Regions from separate parts of the Rattus norvegicus genome. Here regions 1, 2, 4 and 5 are each linked to region 3. Evidence: chromatin contacts called from public Hi-C and HiChIP or PLAC-seq data. All regions are on one chromosome and are shown on one strand. Each heading gives the region's core, a stretch centred on a gene start, on an enhancer-like site or on the middle of the called end of the contact. The rest is flanking DNA. Distances are from core to core; before and after follow the strand shown.

What was found. A called contact is a pair of places that touch in the nucleus more often than the background predicts. HiChIP or PLAC-seq counts read pairs in DNA pulled down with a chosen protein or histone mark.
Region 1: a Hi-C map of liver shows a contact between it and region 3, with 2.8 times the contacts expected there. The contact joins two enhancer-like sites. A contact is called at or near these places in 5 of 12 Hi-C or Micro-C datasets (the A7r5 cell line, frontal cortex, kidney and 1 more).
Region 2: an H3K27ac HiChIP or PLAC-seq map of oligodendrocytes shows a contact between it and region 3, with 9 times the contacts expected there. The contact joins two enhancer-like sites. A contact is called at or near these places in 1 of 12 Hi-C or Micro-C datasets (Schwann cells) and 1 of 1 datasets of contacts at active chromatin or transcription factors (oligodendrocytes).
Region 4: a Hi-C map of the A7r5 cell line shows a contact between it and region 3, with 4 times the contacts expected there. The contact joins two enhancer-like sites. A contact is called at or near these places in 11 of 12 Hi-C or Micro-C datasets (the A7r5 cell line, the Rat2 cell line, Schwann cells and 6 more) and 1 of 1 datasets of contacts at active chromatin or transcription factors (oligodendrocytes).
Region 5: a Hi-C map of the A7r5 cell line shows a contact between it and region 3, with 4 times the contacts expected there. The contact joins two enhancer-like sites. A contact is called at or near these places in 11 of 12 Hi-C or Micro-C datasets (the A7r5 cell line, the Rat2 cell line, Schwann cells and 6 more) and 1 of 1 datasets of contacts at active chromatin or transcription factors (oligodendrocytes).

What each region holds. Positions count from the first base shown.
Region 1 is chr6:104,089,431-104,092,130 of GRCr8, forward strand. The region is part of intron 7 of Rad51b (RAD51 paralog B); the gene reads left to right. Among named protein-coding and RNA genes, the nearest start is that of Rad51b, 260 kb to the left of the region's middle. Within about 2 kb of position 1,376, at least 13 of the 93 cell types and tissues checked have an H3K27ac peak or open chromatin away from gene starts, as enhancers often do. A contact at or near this core is called in liver, where this site is marked.
Region 2 is chr6:104,036,766-104,039,465 of GRCr8, forward strand. All of the region lies in intron 7 of Rad51b (RAD51 paralog B), which reads left to right. Among named protein-coding and RNA genes, the nearest start is that of Rad51b, 210 kb to the left of the region's middle. Within about 2 kb of position 1,371, at least 68 of the 93 cell types and tissues checked have an H3K27ac peak or open chromatin away from gene starts, as enhancers often do. A contact at or near this core is called in Schwann cells, where this site is marked.
Region 3 is chr6:104,686,390-104,689,089 of GRCr8, forward strand. No RefSeq gene overlaps it. Among named protein-coding and RNA genes, the nearest start is that of Zfp36l1, 19 kb to the left of the region's middle. Within about 2 kb of position 1,427, at least 67 of the 93 cell types and tissues checked have an H3K27ac peak or open chromatin away from gene starts, as enhancers often do. A contact at or near this core is called in the A7r5 cell line, Schwann cells, kidney and 2 more, where this site is marked.
Region 4 is chr6:104,153,834-104,156,533 of GRCr8, forward strand. The region is part of intron 7 of Rad51b (RAD51 paralog B); the gene reads left to right. Among named protein-coding and RNA genes, the nearest start is that of Atp5pdl1, 270 kb to the right of the region's middle. Within about 2 kb of position 1,303, at least 31 of the 93 cell types and tissues checked have an H3K27ac peak or open chromatin away from gene starts, as enhancers often do. A contact at or near this core is called in the A7r5 cell line, kidney and prefrontal cortex, where this site is marked.
Region 5 is chr6:104,173,911-104,176,610 of GRCr8, forward strand. All of the region lies in intron 7 of Rad51b (RAD51 paralog B), which reads left to right. Among named protein-coding and RNA genes, the nearest start is that of Atp5pdl1, 250 kb to the right of the region's middle. Within about 2 kb of position 1,286, at least 1 of the 93 cell types and tissues checked has an H3K27ac peak or open chromatin away from gene starts, as enhancers often do. A contact at or near this core is called in the A7r5 cell line, where this site is marked.

The DNA of each region.
Region 1 (2,700 bases), core at 126-2,625, 600 kb before region 3:
CCTTCTTGTTTAGTGACATGAAAATAGTTGAAACCCTTTGCCTCCTTGATTCTTGAGTTGAGCAGATATATCTGAATGAAACCTAGGAGGACTATCTATAGTCATCCCACAGCTAGTTTTCCAATAAATAGTTGAAATGATACCACAGATGGGTTCACATAAGAACATTTCCACAGTCCAGTAACTCAAAGTTATTGTTGGAGTTTGATTTGAGGATTAGCATTTTCTATTTCTGCCAGTTTTATACAAATAATTTCTTAGTGCTACATTCTAAATCCTCATGGCTGCTCCTGTTTAGAATTATTAATGTATTCCGTTTGGCTCCTTCTTGTCCCTGTTGGGCCCTATCCTGAGCAACTAACATTCTCTCAGCTTTTGACCAGTAATTCTGACTTCCCTTGCTATTTCACATGGCTGAGTCTCCTCCCACTTCTCCCCCACCCCATACTCTAAGCCGTCCGCCCCCGCCCCCATGGTGTGGCCTCACTGAGTCACCTGACTGCACTGCTTAATTCCAGAATGCTCCTTGTTTTTCTGTTTATTCTGGTTTTTTCTTTGGCCTCTCATCGCTCCTCAGTATTAAATTCCCTTCCTGTCTATTATTCCTTCCTTCTTCTGTTTCTCAGCCCCTAGTTACTGGCTCCTTATCCTTAGACTTCCCAGCTTCTTAGCTCATGTCCTCATCTACTAAGGGATCTGATGTCCACCCACGTAGCGTGTGTTAGAAGGCCCGTGTGTTTGGAGAGACCATCTATTCACTCCTAATAGAATCCAGTTTGCAGTTTCCTTAGAAACAGGGCAGCTGCTGATCTTCAGATTACCCACGCTTCTCATACACACCCCTTTGTTGCATTAGGAGGAGCAACATTTATCTGTAAAACATGTCAGAAAAGTACCTTAATAAACGGTGTAAGTTAAAATAGCACTATTTATTATTGACAGGCACTTACTATTTTCTTTGAGAAAAAAAAAGGCCTTGAAGAGCTGACATTTTTTTTAAAGTTTTTTTTTTAATTTAATTTATTTTACTTATTCACTTTACATCCCTCTCACTGCCCCACTCCGGGTCACCCTCCCTCTACCCCCAACGCACAATTCCTTTTTCCTCTGAGCAGGTGCCTCCCTTGGGTATCCCTCCAACCCTAGCACTTCAAGTCTCTGTGAGGCTAGGCACTTTCTCCCCACTGAAGTCGGACAAGGTAGAGAAGAACATATCCCACATACAGGCAACAGCCTTTGGGACCCCCCCACACACCTGCCCAATTCCAATTTTCGGGACCCACCTGACGTTCAAGCTGCTACATGTGTGTGGGAGGCCTAGGTCAAACCTGCGCATGCTCTTTGGGTGGTGGTTGCGAGAAGAGGTGGCATTTCTTAATCTCTGATTCACACACACTTTCCTGGCGCTGTCAGAAGTCAGCCCTTAGTCCAGCATTTCAGTGCAGCTTTTACGGGGCACAGATATGAGAGTCACCTGACAACAAGTGACTCGTTTAGGATTTCAGCAAGCTAATTGCAAAGGCCTTGAGTTTCTGCCTCTTGATCCCTGCCGCATGAATACAAAAGCATGTATTACGTATTGCTTATTTCTATGAATGCCCCGGGGCATTTCCTTTGCTTTAATGAAATTGTGAAAATTATTGCCCAGTCAAGGAATTGTTAAATAGAAAACAAATAAAGTAGGCCTGAGGTACCTAGTTTATTACTGTTTTTCCATCTGACCAGTGATGGCAATTGTTGGTTCCTGGGCTTCTTGGACCTTGAACACTATACTCATGTTAGTCTACACAGTGAAGTTCCTTGAAGTCCTTGAAAAACCACAAAAACAAAATTTAAAAGTACAAAATGTTATTATTGATTAACTCACACTGACCCTTGTTTGTTTACAAAGTTCCAGGACTCTATGGGGCAGGGAATTCCCGGTGGTGAGTTTGTAAGCTTCCTGTGGGAACCAGCCTGTCTTGGCCACACACTTTAGATTTCTGACACTGTCTTTCTGTTGGGTTGAGGAGGGGCAGCAGTGTGTGGAAATGCTCTTGGTACTGCCAGCAGGCTGCTTGGGAATGAAAAGTGCATTCCAGTAGTATGTTAGGGGGAGGTTAGCTGGTCAGGAAATATAACCCTTACCAAAGGTAATGGTTCCCACTAGCATTTTCACTAACGAGTACCAGATGTGAGTAGTTAATTATTCTCAGAGCTGATAAGTACCTGTCAGCCAAGGCTAATTTTATTTTCAATAAACAGTGACCAAAGGTCCTAGCTGTTCATGTGATAGGATAGGGCCTGTTTGCACTTATCTATTAATAAATGCACAACACTCCTTCTCCTCTCGTTCTCCCTTCCCAGGGCCAGATAAAACACTTCAGACACTCAGAGTATTTGTCTCAGTAAATCAGACAAAGTAGACAAATCTGGTGATTAACTTGGTAAACAGAGAGTGGCTAAGTGTTACCTTTGGAGTTTAAGCCAATGCCAAATAAATAATATTAATCACATGGCATTTTCAATAACCTTTATGAAGTAAGACAGAGAGGATTTTCCACCCTTTTTTTTAACCACCAGATAAGTGTATCTCTTAAGTGTTTTCAGATGTCATTTTGTAGGGAGATTGTGAAAATCACTTTAAAATGAGATTTAGTCTTATGTACCATGAATAACCCATTGGGAACGTTATATCAGTTAGCATTGTGTGTAAACCTG
Region 2 (2,700 bases), core at 121-2,620, 650 kb before region 3:
CTGCATATGTGTAAGCAATTCAACCTTTTGAAAAGTGGGGGCTCGAGACCCCATATGTACAACAATGCCAAGCAACCAGAGCTTCCAGGGACTAAGCCACTACCTAAAGACTATACATGGACTGACCGTGGACTCTGACCTCATAGGTAGCAATGAATATCCTAGTAAGAGCACCAGTGGAAGGGGAAGCCCTGGGTCCTGCTAAGACTGAACCCCCAGTGAACTAGTCTATGGGGGGAGGGCGGCAATGGGGGGAGGGTGGGGAAGGGAACACCCATAAGGAAGGGGAAGGGGGAGCGGGATGTTTGCCCGGATACCGGGAAAGGGAATAACACTCGAAATGTATATAAGAAATACTCAAGTTAATAAAAAAAAAAAAAAAAGAAGTCCTCACAATTAAAAAAAAAAAAAAAAAGTGGGATAACAATCAGCTCCTGCTGGCATTTGAAAGGTTTTACCGAAAAGACCTTTGCGCACATGAAACAGCGTGGGGTTTCATTTACCTTTCTTGGACAACGAGCTATGCTGGCCCTGTTGCGATCTGACTCAGTGTTTCTACAGGTTCTGAGTATTTCAAAATGATGCAATAGCTCCCGGGTTCCATGATTAGTGAGCCATGGGCTGGGGGCCTGTACTATTCAAATTACCCGGCACAAGTAGATGTTTGAAAGGCGGAAGTTCTTTTCTCAGTATAGAAGAAGCGTAGTTTTTAGTGGAGGCACATCTTATAATAATAAGCATACACGGAGAGTGGCGCCTTCATTTTGGAAAAGTCTTAATGGAAGCGGAAACCCCTCCTGATGTGGGTTCAGCCTTGTTTTTCCATCCTTACCACTGAGCTGTGAGGCACTGTGAGGTAAACAGTGTCATCACATCTTCTTCCTGAAGAAGAGCAGAAGTGTTAGTACCCTTTCACTCAGCAGCGGATTGTTGAGATGCAGTGGCTTCTGATTTCTAACAAGACAATGAAGGCCTCTGTGTACAAGACAGTTTCACACTTAGATGATTCCTGTGACGGCTTTGTCCTTTGAGGCCATAGAGGTGTTTTTCCTAAGGTGGAAGAATAGCCTAGCTTCTTGGTGTACACTGACTTCACGAGTTTTGGTTGTTGTTGTTCTTAATGTTCATTTTAAATGATGAATAGCCCTTACAATTCAATAATACCGAGAGAGGAAAAGTCAGATAGTCTTACTCTCATTTTAAAGATGAGATGGATGTACAGTTAAAAGAGATTATGCAACTTTCCCAAGCGCTCATGAAAAACAGGTGACAAAGCTAAATTTTCCCACATAATGTTGGGATGAGAAATGTATCCTCACTTAGAGTATTACATCAGTGAATCATGTGCTTTGAGAAGCACTCAGGCCCACGGGAACATCGCTGAACCTTATCCCAGGCACACGAGAAAATGGTCTGAATCTAGGGCTGTTGTTCATTCACTTACACAGCATTCAGAACAAAAATCAGTCCTGTGTCAGGCCCTTGGAATCGCAGGCCATGAGGGAGTGAGAAATTGATTGTCCTCTGTTACTTCGTTTTTATCCCCTTATTTTCTCTGGTTGATGTTCTTAGATGCCAGAGGCCAGTGGCTGTTGCCAGATGACTGGGCCCTGCTGGCTCATCAAGGGGCTGGGGCTTGTTTCCATGAGAGCTGGAAGACCAGATGCAATGGAAAAAGCAGGCCGTTGTTTCTAAGTAGCTGGCAGCGTGATTCACAGCGGCCTGCAGAATGTGAATGGAATCTGACCGCTCTTGGAACCAGGCTTCCTGAGGAAAGCTAGCATGCTGGCAAGCTGAGCAGAGGCCAAGCACTTGGTTAACATGTTCATATCCGGGCTTTTAGGAGGAATCCGTGCAGTTCACCTCCAGCTCATTCGGTTTTCCAAGTAGACTAGATCTTCCTGGAAGGGGTAGTGCCTACTTTCCAGGGGTACTTGAGGATGTGATTTTTGAAGGCAAATCCCTTTTTGTGTGACGAGTAAATTAACCTTAATCATCTTGTAATCTGCCGTGGAATTTGTTGGTAGGTTGTTCTTAGGATTCCACTTCTAGACAGGCTTGATGACTCATCTGTAGTCCTAATGCAGGGATGGCTGAGGCAGGAGGGCCCAGGAGTTCAAGATAAGCCTGGCTAACACAACCAACCCTTGTCTCAGCCAGGCAAAGCAAAGCAACAGCGAACCCCTCTACTTGTACAGAAGCCCATCCTCAAAGTCATTTAAAAGGTGTAAGAAATAAAATAGACCCCAGGGTCTCTTGTGATCATATGAAAATAGAATTTGAAAAGCAGTTGTAAACTACCAATGGAATCACAGCAGCATAATAACTCATAATAATTCAGGCGTTTTCCCAGGGAGTTCGTGAAGCTAGCTCTGACTGTGACACAATAATTGTAAATAGATGATGGCTGCATTATATACATCTGTGTTTTGTAGTCATATAGTTTCTTTATGATAATGTCGCTCCCTATAGTAACAACAAAAATATGTTTATCAGACTATACATATTCATATTCATCCATAGTCTTTTCCTTGTTTATCAAGCCTTATTTCCTAATATGTTTACTGCCTTTTTTTCTGTTGTCATTTATTGTCTTTTTCTGGTTAATCACTTTGCTCATTTTTGTGGAGGGAAAAAGAATCTCTCTGTAATTGCAAATGTCTTGCCCTCCTTATGGACTAATCTGATTTGCATTATTGT
Region 3 (2,700 bases), core at 177-2,676:
AAATATCGGTGTTTTCCAATGGTCCTTTGATTCCCAGAGGGGTCTCGACCCACAGGTTGAGAACCATCAGCGTGGTCAGTCTTCAGTTGGTCCTGAGCCTGCCTGCCTGGTTGTCCTCCCATTGCTCACAGCCCGGGCCATACAGAACCGCACAGAGAGGCTCTGAGGGGTCATCTTCTCAGTCTGGTTCACACCTACGGTTTTGGTTCCTACCGCACCCTGACAGTCCTACTCAGAATAACTTTCAGTAAACACACAAAAGGGTTCCATTGCAGGGCTTAAGAAAACACCACCACTATACATACCCCTGTGCTAAAGTTCAAAACACCTGTGAACCTTGCCTAACTCCTAGCCCAAATCCAGATTAAAACCTATTCAATCATGGTAATCCTCTTGCAAGGAGTGACCTACCTACCCAGTAAGAAGACCAACTTCTTGATGGGCCTGACACTCATGGGTCCTCGAGATTCAGAAGGGGAGGGCGCAGCCACAAAGACTGAGAGTAGCCGAATCCCGCTGATGATGGCATGTAGGTGGGCTAGCCAGGAAGAGGCAACTTCACCGGAAACAGAGGAGGAAATTAAAGAAGGCTTCCTAATGGGGGCTGACAGAAGAGAGAATATTCTAAAATCTACAAATGATAGAACAACATGTAAGCTAGGCAGAGAGGAGGAACGGTGGGGTCTTCTGTTCCTTGGATGACATCAGAATGATTGAGAAACTGGAAATGAGCTGATCACCTATAACACTGGAGCAGTTAGTCCTTGACCCTGGGTTGGTACGACCCGAGGGCATCCACTGGAATATCACCTTGTCTCGGACCCTGACACTGGGCTGCCAGGCAACCGCCTGGTGATCACTCTGACCTACTTCAACCACCCATGACTTTAAGCTCTTTGAATATAGGGCAAAAAGAACTAGGAGGCGACTGGGACAAATCCAATCACTGACCGAAGCGCTGGCCCTGCCTGCTAATGGCTAACTGATAGCATTCCCAAACGTCCCAGGGAACGTGCCAAGACCTCCGGTTTTCTTCCCGTTCTTAGAAATTCCTTCCCATGCCCATGGCATTTCGGTTTCCAAACCTAGGTCTACTGCGGGGCTCGGTGGCCGGACCCTTGGCCGCGCCTAGAGCGGCCAGGAGCGGGTTAAGGGCGCCAAGATGGCCGGCTTGTTTTGCTCGCCGAGGCATCACGCGGAGGCTGCCCTTTGCCTCCGGGGCCGCGGTCAAGGTTCCGCCGCCCTCTCTGGCACACTGCCCCGGCCGGCCCGAGCAAGCCTCCTCCCCTGAGCCCCGGCGCCTCGCGAACCTTCCAGACCCGGACGCAGCAGAGCGGCAGAGTGGCAGTGTGGCTTGCCCGGAGCTTCAGGGCCGCTGCTGGCCCTTCCGCATCTCGGAGCGTCTGCGGCCGGGTCCGCGGATGGCGAGCCGGCTGCGGTCGGCCAGCCGGTCTTCCCCAGCCGGCCTCCCGGGGCCTTTCCCGCCGCACCGCCAGCCCAGGAGGCGCGATGGGCGTGGCAACACTGCCCTCCACTGGCCAGTGTGCCAAACAGCACATGCGGGACCACCAAAACTGCCCTGATCACCTGACACTGAGACTCAGCTTTCTAGAGAGTTCTCGAACCACGAGAGTGCACCACACTTCCCTAGGCATCCAACACTTCTGTTAGCCCGGCCCTGATTCAGAGTTTGCATTTTACGGAGTTCCAGGGTGGATACTGCTGTTGCCTGCTGGTCCTGAACCCACCAGCTTGGTTCTCTTACTTAGATGAGGGCTCGACCATCCACTCCAGTATACAAAATACCGTGCAGACAGCACAGAGGACCCTGACAAAGCTCTCCCCTATATGACACTGAGCAGAGTAATCTCACAAATCTATGGCGGCACTTGAGAAAGTTTTCAATTTTAAGCGCATAGATGTCTGCCTATGTACTTCTGTGTACCATGTGCGGGCAACACACTCTAAGGCCAGAAGAGGACTTCAGATCCCCTGAACTAGAATTACAGACGTTTGTAAGCTGTCATGTGAGTGCTGGGAATTGAACCTGGATCTTCTAAGAGTAGCCAGTGACCTTAACTGCTGAGTCATCTCTCTAGCCCCCTGAAAAAGTTTTGATACATTTATACATACGTGTGTGTGTGTGTGTGTGTGTGTGTGTGTGTGTGTGTGTGTTCACAGGTGTGCTTACATTAAATAAGGACAGTTTTCAAGACTGGTTTCCCTCCTTCCAACGTATAGATTTTGGGGACCAAACTCAGGTCATTGGGCCTGTGAATCACCTTTCCTAGCCCCAATTTGAAAAAGTTTTCAAATTTTTCTGAAGGAACACATTAAGGCACTGAGAGAAGACATAAATAGGGAACTACAGTCCCCAATTTATCATAATTTCACTGTAAGTTGGAACCTAAATAATATACATTCAGTAGGAGCCACGGTTGAATTTTTAACTCTGGGTTTTCCCCCTGGACTAGCAGTAAACACAATATTCTTTTGCAGAAAGTTCCCACAGTCGTGAGTGGAAAACAGACTGTGGTCTGTAGTGTACTGCACTGCACAGGGGTGATGTTTGATAAGTTAAGGAAGCAGGCACACTTTCCACACTACCTGGCATTTTCGGTTTATGATAGGATTGTTGGGACATGGCTTCCCTGCAAATCTAGGAGCATCTGGGAGGTATGGAAGTTGCCTTCTGGTGGA
Region 4 (2,700 bases), core at 53-2,552, 530 kb before region 3:
GTGAAAATCAGCAGCTGCCATTGCTCAACAAGGTCCTGTAAATCAATGGGTAAGAGCCCTTGCAGTGAGCGTTGGCATGTGTATGTTTATGTGAATGTGTGAGATACACGACAGTGTTTACTGCTTTGGGGAAGAACCTGGATCTTTTCAGATAAGAAAATTAGACAGACATTTTTGCCTAAATCTTTTGCGGTTGTCGTTGTTGTTGTTGTTGTTGCTGCTGCTGCTGCTGCTGCTGCTATGTTAGTGAATGAAATCCTAAGAAGTTGTATAAGAGAAATGAATGACATTAAAGAGAGAAATAGATACACAAGACCAATAAACAATGAAGTCTACCTCTTACTGACACATCATTGACAGCACACTCACAGTAAACATTATAGATGCACTGACGGGGCAGAAAGCAAAAGCAGTAAAGAAAGGTCTGGAGGTAAACCCAGCAGTGTGCTTGTTTAAATGAGAGGAGACAATGTGAAGAGGTGAGGAAATGGAGGCAGAGACATAACGAAGACAAACACGTCAGAAAGCCCATAGGCCCCGTATCATTTCTCCCTGCATCAGGGTAGCATTTCAGGCAAGAGAAGAAATGGAGGAAAAAACACTTGCCCTGCTCCGATACACTGTCTGCAGCACGTTAAGGACCCACATTCTGATGGTACCAGAATCGTATCTTCAAAAAACAAAATCGTAAAACAGAAATCAAGACCTCAATAAAACATTTGGGAGAATTTGAATAAAGGCAGCAGGGAACCAGAAAATAATTCAAATCTTCTACTGGAAAAGTGATTTTAAGTTGTGCCTGCAGTGTAACAGCTGTCAGAGAGAGAGAGAGAGAGAGAGAGAGAGAGAGAGAGAGAGAGAGAGAGAGAGGGGAAGAAGAAGAAGAAGAAGAAGAAGAAGAAGAAGAAGAAGAAGAAGAAGAAGAAGAAGAAGAAGAAGAAGAAGAAGAAGAAGAGAAGCAAGATGGTGCTGTATTTCCTGAGTTGTGAGACCAGCCTGCCCCGACAGAAGAAAAGGACCCCCACACACCGACTGACTGCCAAGCACTGTGCTAGGGGCTGTGTGTATACTTCTAATTTCAGCCTCACAGTTAAAAGTGAAGCCAGGGACTGAGAATGCTATCCACTGAGAGAAAAAAGCAGAGGGGATTTTCTGAGCCAGTTCCAGAATCATAAGGCTCAGGGGGAATTACTTTGATTTTGTCAAGTCAGAGCACACAGCCAACGGCAGCAGACATGGGATATTGTCAGAGGTAAATCACCCAGCTGGGTCTGTTCTGTCTTATTGCAAGGTCAGAGGAGCATGGCAAACCAGCCAAATGTTTTCAACCATGGAAATCCCCTAACTTTCCAACTGCTGCAGTCCCACAGCTCCGAGGCTTTACTCACAGCGTGGCTCTCTTCCAGCTTTCAAACCTCTCCAAGTTGATTAATCATTTCTTGTTCTGACTCATTCAGGCTTCTAGAAAAATAGCTAAAGGTACTAGATGGGCAGGGTGGATCAAGGAGGTCAGATAAATTGGCTTGATGTTAGTCTATACAAAAACCTAGAAGAAATTGCCAAAAGCCTTTCAGCATACCGTCCGCGGATGCTATGTATGGTTTGGGGCCAAAGGCCATTGGCTTGTTTCATGTGTTTAAAGCAGGATATTTCTGTGTGCATTAGGAAACTTGGGTATGCAAACATTCATTTCTTAATGTTAGTATAGGCTAGTCACTTAGAATTAGGATTCCCTTATCACAGCTTCTCTTTGTATCTATGCAGATGAACTTGAAACTCTTGTATAACCTGTAACACTGGCAATGTCAGACACATACACAGTGTTTATTATTTATCAGACACTGTGTGGTTTTACCAAGAAACAAGTTTATAGCACTAAAAAGGTCAATTTTGATTGTCTTAGCCAAGGCCATGCATAATGATTATATTTTTTGGTCTGGCTAATATCCCCTCACCATGAAACTTTTATTTTAAAAAATAAATTATTTTAGTTTATGATTATATTGAGTCATACTGGAAAGTCTGCTTTTTTGCTTTTGTAACACATTAATCTCTGGGCTTATTCATTGAGTTCATAGACATCTGTTAAGCACCTGAGTGTACCAGTCATCAGAGGATCACCAGTCATAACCCTAGGATGCCACCTCAGACCTGAAGACACACGGTGCAGTGCCTTTTAGCCAAGCGAACAAACACATGGACACACAGAACATGAAACAACTATTTCTGCAAAGGAAAGGAGGAGACACTTGAATTGGGGGAGTTAAGAATAAGTCGAAATTTTCAGAGCGGTAGGGTTGGAAGGAACAGGATCGTCATAGGGAATGGTTTATGTAAATGCTGAGATGTTTGAAATGGCATAGCATGCTTAAAATAAAAAAAAAAATGTGGAGCCATGGGCGGATGCTGAGTGGGTTGAGGGGAGATTGTGATGGGCCTTGGGTAGAATAGTTTAAGTTCTAGAAGAGCTCGTGGGAGTTTTAAAGAAAGACAGCAACTTGAATGGATTATGTTTCAGAAAGAATTCTGAAGATAGCATGGAGAAGGACTAAAGAGAAACAGAGGCCAGACAGAAAGCATCTGTGTGTCCCCTGAAGGAACAAGATCCAAGATGGATTCTGGGAAGTAAGGTGGGCAGACAGGAGAATTGAGAACAGAAGATGATGTTTGGGTAATCCCTGGATTAAGGAGGTGGGTGCT
Region 5 (2,700 bases), core at 36-2,535, 510 kb before region 3:
ATCATAGTCATAGAAGTAGCATAATGAGATGAGTCAGGCCTGACCTATGGCTCAGTTCTGGTTTGTGTGAGGTCCTAGGTTCAAAGCCATTACTACGAGAGAGAGAGGGGGGGGGAGAGAGAGAGGGGGGGGGGAGAGAGAAAGAGGGGGGGGAAGGAGGGAGAGAGAGGGAGGGAGGGAGGGAGGGAGAGAGAGAGAGAGGGAGGGAGGGAGGGAGAGAGAGGGGGGGGAGGGAGGGAGAGAGAGAGAGGGAGGGAGGGAGGGAGGGAGGGAGGGAGGGAGAGAGAGAGAGAGAGAGAACATGAGCATGCACACATGCCTACTATATTACACTGCTGTGTGCCCAGCTGGCTCAAGATCAATCCTACTCTCTTAATAATCACTAGAAAGATGTTCATCATCTCCTCTAAGTTAGTACTTCATATTTTATTAATGTCGGTCTGGAGTTTTGCTCTATGCTGGGAAGTGGGCTCACGTGTAATTCAGTCATTCAGCATCCCCCGTCATCCCCCCTACCCCTGTCACCCCATCTGCATCACTTTTCACTTAGGGTTTCCCTGTCTTTCTCACTCACTCGACTCTTCTTTCCTTTCTCTTCCTTTTATCACTTAAAAAGTGAATATTTTTAAGGAGTTCAACGTGTTCTTTAAAAAAACATAAACAACCTTTTCTCTCTCTGGTTTACAAATGAATTCATAGCCAGGGATAAACAAAAGGGGTAGGTAGAGTAAGTCAGAGCAAGAGTTTGAAAGCACAGTTTGGTAGGTTCTGGTCCTCTGACATCTGCTTTTGTCCCAAGCCTATCCAGTTGCTTTTCCAAGTTTTCCCTTGTAAAACAGTCATACATTCAGATTTTCAAAATGCTCACGAGGGTATCCTGTACTGAGAGAGTGAGAAGTTTAGACCATGTTGTCGAGATGCAGTCACTTCTTTGGGATTGTTTCAAAACTGCATATCTTTTGTGGACAAAAGTTATCATATAATTTTCTCACCCAAAGTGGGGCTTTTGATGCCTGTAACAAGTTGGTGTTTAGTTACTCAGGTGCTTGCACTGTGGCCTTCCCTGTCTGCTGCAACATAATAGTCGCTGGCCGCAGATGCCATTTATGTAATCTGGGTGGCTATAGAATCTTTCTTTCTGAAAGTAATTTCTACGTCTGGGATAATGCCATTTTTCTACACCAAAAACATTAGCTCGTCTTACAGTTAATATAAGCTGAAAATTAGAGGTGCCTGGGGGAGGGAAACGAGTGCTATGGTTTCACTTTTTATGCACCAGTCACCTTGGAAGAATTAATGCCCTGTATGTGTGCCAATCAGATTGCCCCCATCATTGCTAAACATTCCATTTGCTTTATTAGAATAATAAATACTGTACCAAAAAAAAAGTTCATCTGGATCCAGGCTGTGGTCAGCTAAAGAAATGTATGCCGTACCTTACCTCTGGTTGACTTTACCTCTGGCTTGACTTGATGGAGAACGGGGAAGGAGGGATAATGGGACAGATGGATACAGATTGCCTAATGTTGAATGTGATGACTGATCTCCAGCCCTAACCTTTGGAAATTCTTGTCAGCAGTGCAGGGCCAGTGCTGGTGTCCACCTTATTTACTATTCCTGCCGTGCCCCTCTCCATGTGATGAGAGCTCGCTGCTTGAAAAGGAGTAGGATGCTTTTCTTTATCTTGCTACACGGATGTGTAGTCAACCCCCAAAATCGTACTCAAAATCCATAGTGTTTTATCTGATTTCATGGCTATGTTCTGAGCTTACACCTTCTTCCCTCTAACATCGTGATTTAAGTGCCCTTTTCATTAACTGCCACCTCATCTACTTTTTATCTCCAGCCTAGCAACATGTCAACTACATTAAGATCTCCCCAAATTAATGATTATACATCCTCAGTTCATCTCCTAGCCAAAACTACCCAGTTGCCCACGGTTATAATTACTACAGGGTATAGACCCTCAGCTTCTTTTCCTTAAGGAAAAACTATTAAACCTAATCATTCTTTGTCTACTCTGTCTCACTGGAGAAACAGACCCGATCTAAACCTGCCCTTACTGTCTTACCTGAATGCCTTTAGTACTCCCTAGGATCCATCCTAACATTTCTCTCTGAAGCAAATACCTTTTCCTTTTACCAACATTCAGTACTTCTCTTTTACTCCTCGGTAGCCATTCCTCTGGTTTCTCTGAGGCCATAGAAGTAGTTCTCACGTTGTTACTGAGGAACCTTTCGATTCCATGTATACTCAGGTTCTTCCTCATCGCAGCTGCTTACTTAACCAGTGGTTACACCTACTTTCACCCCCTCACACACTTCGTGATATTTACTCCCATCTTCTCCTTACTAATTTTCATAAAACATGTGGGAATAACTTCCATTTTCAAAATGAACTCTGCATCTTGGATTTTCCCTCTAGATACCCAAGCTAACTCCAATTGACCTTCTAACATATCTCTTCCAATCCACCCCACTTGGGCTTTTGTTTCCAGGGTTTCACCAAAGCTGTTTTGTATAGGTCACTCATGGCTGTTGGCCTTGTCAGCTCTTTTCATCTTGTATGCCACACCAGGCATACTCCCACCTCAAAGACTTTGTCCTATTATTCTCTCTGCTTTATTTTTCAAGTCACTTGTGGTCTCCCTGACATAAATTCATGTGACTGCTCAAATTTTGTGTCACCTCAAATTCTCTT